2 separate regions of the Arabidopsis thaliana genome follow, and region 2 is linked to region 1. Evidence: chromatin contacts called from public capture Hi-C data. All regions are on one chromosome and are shown on one strand. The core of a region is the stretch at or near the end of the contact, and the rest is flanking DNA. Distances in the headings are between cores, read along the strand shown. Region 1 holds the start of AT3G60200. Region 2 holds the start of AT3G60415 (phosphoglycerate mutase family protein).

The links. Capture Hi-C pulls out chosen DNA fragments and counts their contacts.
Region 2: a contact with region 1 is called in a capture Hi-C map of shoot, with 2.6 times the contacts expected there. A contact is called at or near these places in 2 of 26 Hi-C or Micro-C datasets (root and rosette leaf) and 1 of 3 other capture datasets (shoot).

What each region holds. Positions count from the first base shown.
Region 1 is chr3:22,247,416-22,250,293 of TAIR10.1, forward strand. It overlaps AT3G60200, which reads left to right and starts at 1,477. Exons shown (of 1, transcript NM_115883.4): 1 at 1,477-2,878. The coding sequence starts at 1,905. The coding sequence ends at 2,822. DL1E (DYNAMIN-like 1E) reads right to left here and starts at 561. Exons shown (of 15, transcript NM_115882.4): 1 at 90-561. The coding sequence starts at 236.
Region 2 is chr3:22,332,992-22,335,869 of TAIR10.1, forward strand. It overlaps AT3G60415 (phosphoglycerate mutase family protein), which reads left to right and starts at 1,433. Exons shown (of 4, transcript NM_115906.4): 1 at 1,433-1,787; 2 at 2,034-2,192; 3 at 2,303-2,411; 4 at 2,508-2,867. The coding sequence starts at 1,455. The coding sequence ends at 2,719. It overlaps AT3G60410 (hypothetical protein (DUF1639)), which reads left to right. Exons shown (of 4, transcript NM_115905.4): 4 at 314-661.

The DNA of each region.
Region 1 (2,878 bases), core at 227-2,726:
CTGCACAAACCCAAAAAAAAAGTAAGTTGAAGAGTCACCAGAGAGAAAACCTAGGAAGAAGTCAAAGATATTTCAACCGGAGAAATCACCTGACCACCGACGACGGCGACGGTTGGAAGAGCTTCCCAGAGAGAATTGAAAGCGTTACTTCCAGTTCCACCACCATAGTCACCGAGTACGGTACATGCTCTCTGTATCCTATTAACTAACCCAATCAAACTCTCCATAGTCGTCATCTTCCTTCTCCTTCAGTTTCAGATGAGAGAATATAAAGTTCCAAAGACGAAATTTTCAGTTCAGAATTAGAAAGCTGCTTGAAAATTCGCCAACAGACCAAAGACTTCAAGAGCTGAGAGAGAGAGACGAAGAAGAAAAATATTCGTAGGGGCAAAATAGGAAAATGAATTTAGAGAATAAATGTCTCTCTTTGATTTCTAGAAGGTTTGATTTGTGTGCCTGTGGCTGTGTGGTTCGGTCGGTTTACAGATAGCTTAGCCGCCGTTAAGGAGTCGTCTGGCTCTGGTTCGTTTTGGTTCGGTACGGTCTGGTTCTTACTTTTCTAGACGGTCAAATCTAAAATAATGAAGATAAGATTTGTGTCCCTTTAATTTGAGATATTTGTAACCTGTTTGAATTTTCGAATTTTGAAATTCCACATGGACCCCTCACACAAATACAAAATAATAAGTCTAGAAACAACAATCAACATTGTTTAGAAGGCCCAATAGATATAGAAGACTTTTAAAAGGACCCAATAATAAAGTTAGGTCCAGGAAGAGGGTAGGAGGCTATATGTATACAAGCGGTTCTCTAGTTTTTATGGGTTTTGTGTTATCCAGTCTGAATTATTTTAGATTTTATTTTAGAAATCACAAACATAAAATAATATTTCTAGAAAATTTTGAATTTCTTAGTACTTGGTAAATAATGAATCATTCTTCACAATAAACATAGACATAAACACAAAAACAATGAGTTTCTCTCAACATCATGATTTAGTTATCAACCAAACCAAACTAAATGACTGAAATAACCAAACTAACATAACATATTCAAACTAAGAAGAAGCAAAAACTAAGTATAGGTTGTCGTTATTTATTACATCATTGATTATCACATGACAGGCCCAATAGACAAGGAGACTTTAGGAAGGCTTTAAAAGCCCAATAATGAAGTTAAGGCCTATTGATGAAATATGAAAACCACGTGGCAATATGTAGAAGAAACGGACGAACATTCGTGTGAGATATGTGGAAAACGACGATGGCTCGTCTTCACCTAATACTTGTCGGCTTTTACCATCCAACGTCACATGCTTCTCTTTTAGGTTTTTTATTTATTTATACAGTTATATCATTGTTTCAAGTCAGTGGCTGAGGTAATCACTACACATCCCATTCAAATCCAATGGTATTGGTCCGTATATTGAATTAAAGAAAGGTCAACCATAACTAGATTTTATCTTCTACAACTATGAAACTATAATGGCGCGTTAGATCAATTTTTTGTAAGTTGGCAAAATTACGAACCAAAAATTGCAATTGAATCACTAACCATCGCATAATTAAATTTTGCATTAAAGAAATGGTTAGTGATAAAATGATCTGTCAAAATGTTGTGCTTACAAATCTCCATTAGATAAATAAATTAGTTTCTCTCTCTCATCTATCTTTTTTTTTGGTTTTCCGACATAGAATGCTATCTCTCTCTCTCTAAGCCTATCTCAAAACAGAGATCTTAGGAGAAGAAGACAAAATCTTTACCACCAGATCTTTTCTTCTTCCTTCATCTTTACAGGTTGTCACATCACTATAACCACCGAAACTCTCGGCCCAACCCAAAAAAAAAAAAGCTTCCTTTCGAAAAAAATCAAAGCTTTTTCTTTTATCTTCAATTCTCCTCCGATGAGGTGTAAAAGACACACCGTCGATCTCAGCAGCAGCAACGGCGTTTGCGCTTCTTGCCTCCGTGAACGTCTCCTCTCTCTCGCCGCTTCCGCCGCCGTATCAGCCGCCGTAGAAGATAATCAATCAAAGAAATCTAATAACAATAATCATCCTCCGCTTTTGATTTTCCCTCGCTCTGTTTCTCCTTACGTTACCCGTAGAAAATCCGACGCCGGAGCCGGTGGAGGAGATCCTTTAGTTTCTTCTAATCGGAGATTCATTACCACGCCACAGATAGATCTCGTCGGATATTCATGCAAAGATTTCGAATCGAATCGATCAAATAAATCAAAACAAGGTAAAAAAGTATCTAGATTCTCGAATCTATTCAGAGCTAGATCTGAAGATTTCGATACCAATCCCAAATCCAACAATCCTAGATTCTCCTCATGCGACGCGTCTGAGATTTCATCTTCTTCTTCCTCTTCACGTTCATGGATCTCGACGATTCTCTCCACCGGTCGACGTAAAAAGCAACCAACCACCGCGTGTTACATCGAAGACGTTATCGCTGCGCGTAGACCTCAACGTATATACTGTAGAGGAATGTCACCTGTAAGAGATACGGAACCGGAGCAGTCGGCGGAATCAATCGAGGAATTGAGGAGAACTCCGGCGACGAAAACTCCGGGAAGGAGGAAGATTGCGATGGGGATAGGGAAGAGCATGTCGGGGATGGCTTTTTGTTTGAGTCCGTTGGTGAGAGCTAGTCCTAACTGTCCGTTTAAACGGAAAATGAGATTTCCATCGGAGTTTGGTAATTCTGGGGAGGTAACGGCGGTGCCGGAAAAGCCTCATATATCAGCAGCGGCGTCGTTTTGTGCAAATAGATCGAAGAAGCTTGTGGATTTAGGTAGAGTTGATCGCCGCCGTTGAGTTTTTTTATTTTGGTGGGATTAGTCTTTGGTCAACGTGTTTGACTATTGGATAGT
Region 2 (2,878 bases), core at 183-2,682, 86 kb after region 1:
AAATGTTAAATTGATTTCCCTGAAGAAGAGTTTTAGATTTGCTTGCTTGGACGATATGTGATGTGGCTAATATTTGGTGTTCTTAGATTTCCGATAGTTAGGGACATATCATTCCTTAAGGTTAAAGTTCCTATCTTAATGTTAATGATTTGCGTCTTAACCTTACATATTTTAAAATCCTGATTTGGTGTAGAGTGAGGATGTGAACTCTGAAGTTGCTATGATTTCGAGGTCTAGACTTAGATAAAATGGACTCACTTTGTATAATAAACCTTCACTTTCTCATGTCTCTATCTGTACTGTGATGATGCAGAACTGCGAATGATTCGTTTCTTCAAGTTTTGGCTTCATTACTGGCTCGTCGGTTTCAAGAGCCGAATTCAACTTCAACTTCAGATACGGTCTTAAGTCCTAACTGTCGGCAGTATAAAATGTGAATCAAACTAGTTTTCTGATCCAGTCGTCTTATTTGTTACCACTGATGTGAGGTGTTGATACGGCCTCTATTTTTTTTTTTCTGTTTAATTCATTCACTTTGTGTAATAAGATTAGTGGGATAGCCTGACTTTTTGTAAAGGTGGAAAAATAAAATCAGAATTATCAACATAATTTATTTATTCCATTACTAAATTTCATAAATTAAATCATTCTAGTTTTCATTAATAAATAGAGCAAAAAAGACGGATAATTTGGTCAAACATGTAACAGAAGAAAATATAATTACCTGCAAATTTGATAGCGTTTTTACAAATTGTTATTTTAACCCCACTTCCAAGTTCAAAGTTCAAACTCTGATCCAGTAAATTAAAGAATATAATCTGGACTTTAACGGTCAATATTATAATTTGGACTTTATACAAGGACCACAGGCTTGATGTGTCACTCTATTCATCATCAATTCATCACCTCCACTCGCTTTGTCCCTTGGTTTATCCAACTCTTCATGCACTATCCGTACACAGTAAAACCAAAAAATTACGGATTAATAACAAATTTTGATTGTTTGGACCTCTATCCATTTTGTATTTTTGGACTACTTATTAGTACTTAATTATTTACATTAGTATATTTTACATATTGGTCCTTTTATGTATTATGTATCATGCATTAATTACATATTGTAGAAAGAGATTTGTACTAACTAGTTGACCTAAAAGAAAGAAGAAGAAGAGAGAGTCGTCTATATCGAGTGGTTTTGGTATTAATTCTTATCACGTTGGATTTATATAGATGTAAACTTCGTAGTAATAACAATGATGAGTCGTGTTTTAAAAGAATTTTGTTACTTTCTTGTGTGATAAGCTTCCTCGCAATTTCCTACTGAGGAAAAGAAATGCAATTTTAACTTCCTTCAAAAGTTTATAGTAAAAAAAACAAAACTCAACATCTCATTGCTTGCATATATGTATAAATACCTCCCACTTCTAGTAACAAAGATCACACCGAGAAAGGCAATGGAGTCGGCTAAATCAATCATCGGTGGCCACCAAAATGTCATCCTGATGCGTCATGGTGATCGACTCGACAATTTCGAGCCACTCTGGACTTCAACAGCTGCGAGACCGTGGGATCCACCGCTTGCTCAAGACGGTAAGGATCGGGCCTTTAGAACTGGTCAGAGAATCCGGTCTCAACTTGGGGTTCCGATTCACCGTGTCTTCGTCTCCCCTTTCCTCCGCTGCATCCAGACCGCTTCCGAAGTCGTTGCCGCCCTCTCAGCCGTCGATTTCGATCCCATTGCTATGTCATCTAAAGACGTGCTTTCCATCGACAATACTAAGATCAAGGTCAGTCAGAATATCTCTCTATATATTTTTTGAGACCAGGGTTTGTAGTCTAGTGGTTTTATGCTAGTGTTGGTCCGTGTCATACATACGTTATAAAAAAAAAAAACATATATTGTGGACTATGGAAATTTTTAATGATTCTCTAAGCAAAATTCTGTTATGTTGTTCTTATAACCATGCTGATCATTTTGATTGAAGCATTTGAGATGTTTTATGCTTATATATGTCTTGTCTCGTCTGCTTTAGGTGGCTATTGAATTTGGATTGTCCGAGATACCGCACCCAATCTTTATTAAGAGTGAAGTTGCTCCCAAAGATGGGAAATTTGATTTCAAGATTTCAGATCTTGAAGCTATGTTTCCTGAAGGAACAGTGGATTCTAATGTGGATATGGTTTATAAAGAGGTGCTCTATATGACTTGTTTTGTCGTGTCTTCGTTCTTAATGTTTTGTTTTGTGTGACTATATCTAAACTTTATTTCGATAATTCTCGATTCCTTGTTTGTACTGTTTAGGTGCCAGAATGGGGAGAATCTGCACAAGCCTTTGAGGATCGATATTATAAGACAGTGAAGATTCTTGCGGAGAAGTATCCTTCTGAGAACTTGCTCTTAGTCACTCATTGTAAGCAAAACAGTTATGGCTTTTTTAGTTTTTAACCAAAATTGATGTTTTCCTAATCTTGTAGTTCGTTTTTTTTTTTGGGATGGGAAATTGCAGGGGGAGCAGTAAGTGTTGCATTTTACAACTACTTCAAAGACGCAACTAAGTACGTGGTAGATTATTGTGGTAGTGTTGAAATGAGAAGGCAGATTTTGAATGGTGATGGGTTTGGTAAATTTGAGGTAGTTACTAGTCATGGAGTATCTTATAAGTACACCAAAATCCCAGTCCATGATCATGTAGTTGTAAGCCGCCAATCTCCCCTTTAACCGGTTTATATGTGAATATCTGGTTTAACGGGTTGCTTCAATAAAAAAAAATATATAAGAATAATGGTTCAGTTATTTTCCTTTTCTTCCACAAATTTTACAAAAATATGTAAAGCTAAAGGGTTGTAATTTTTCTAACACAAAATTGTTGTTCAACAA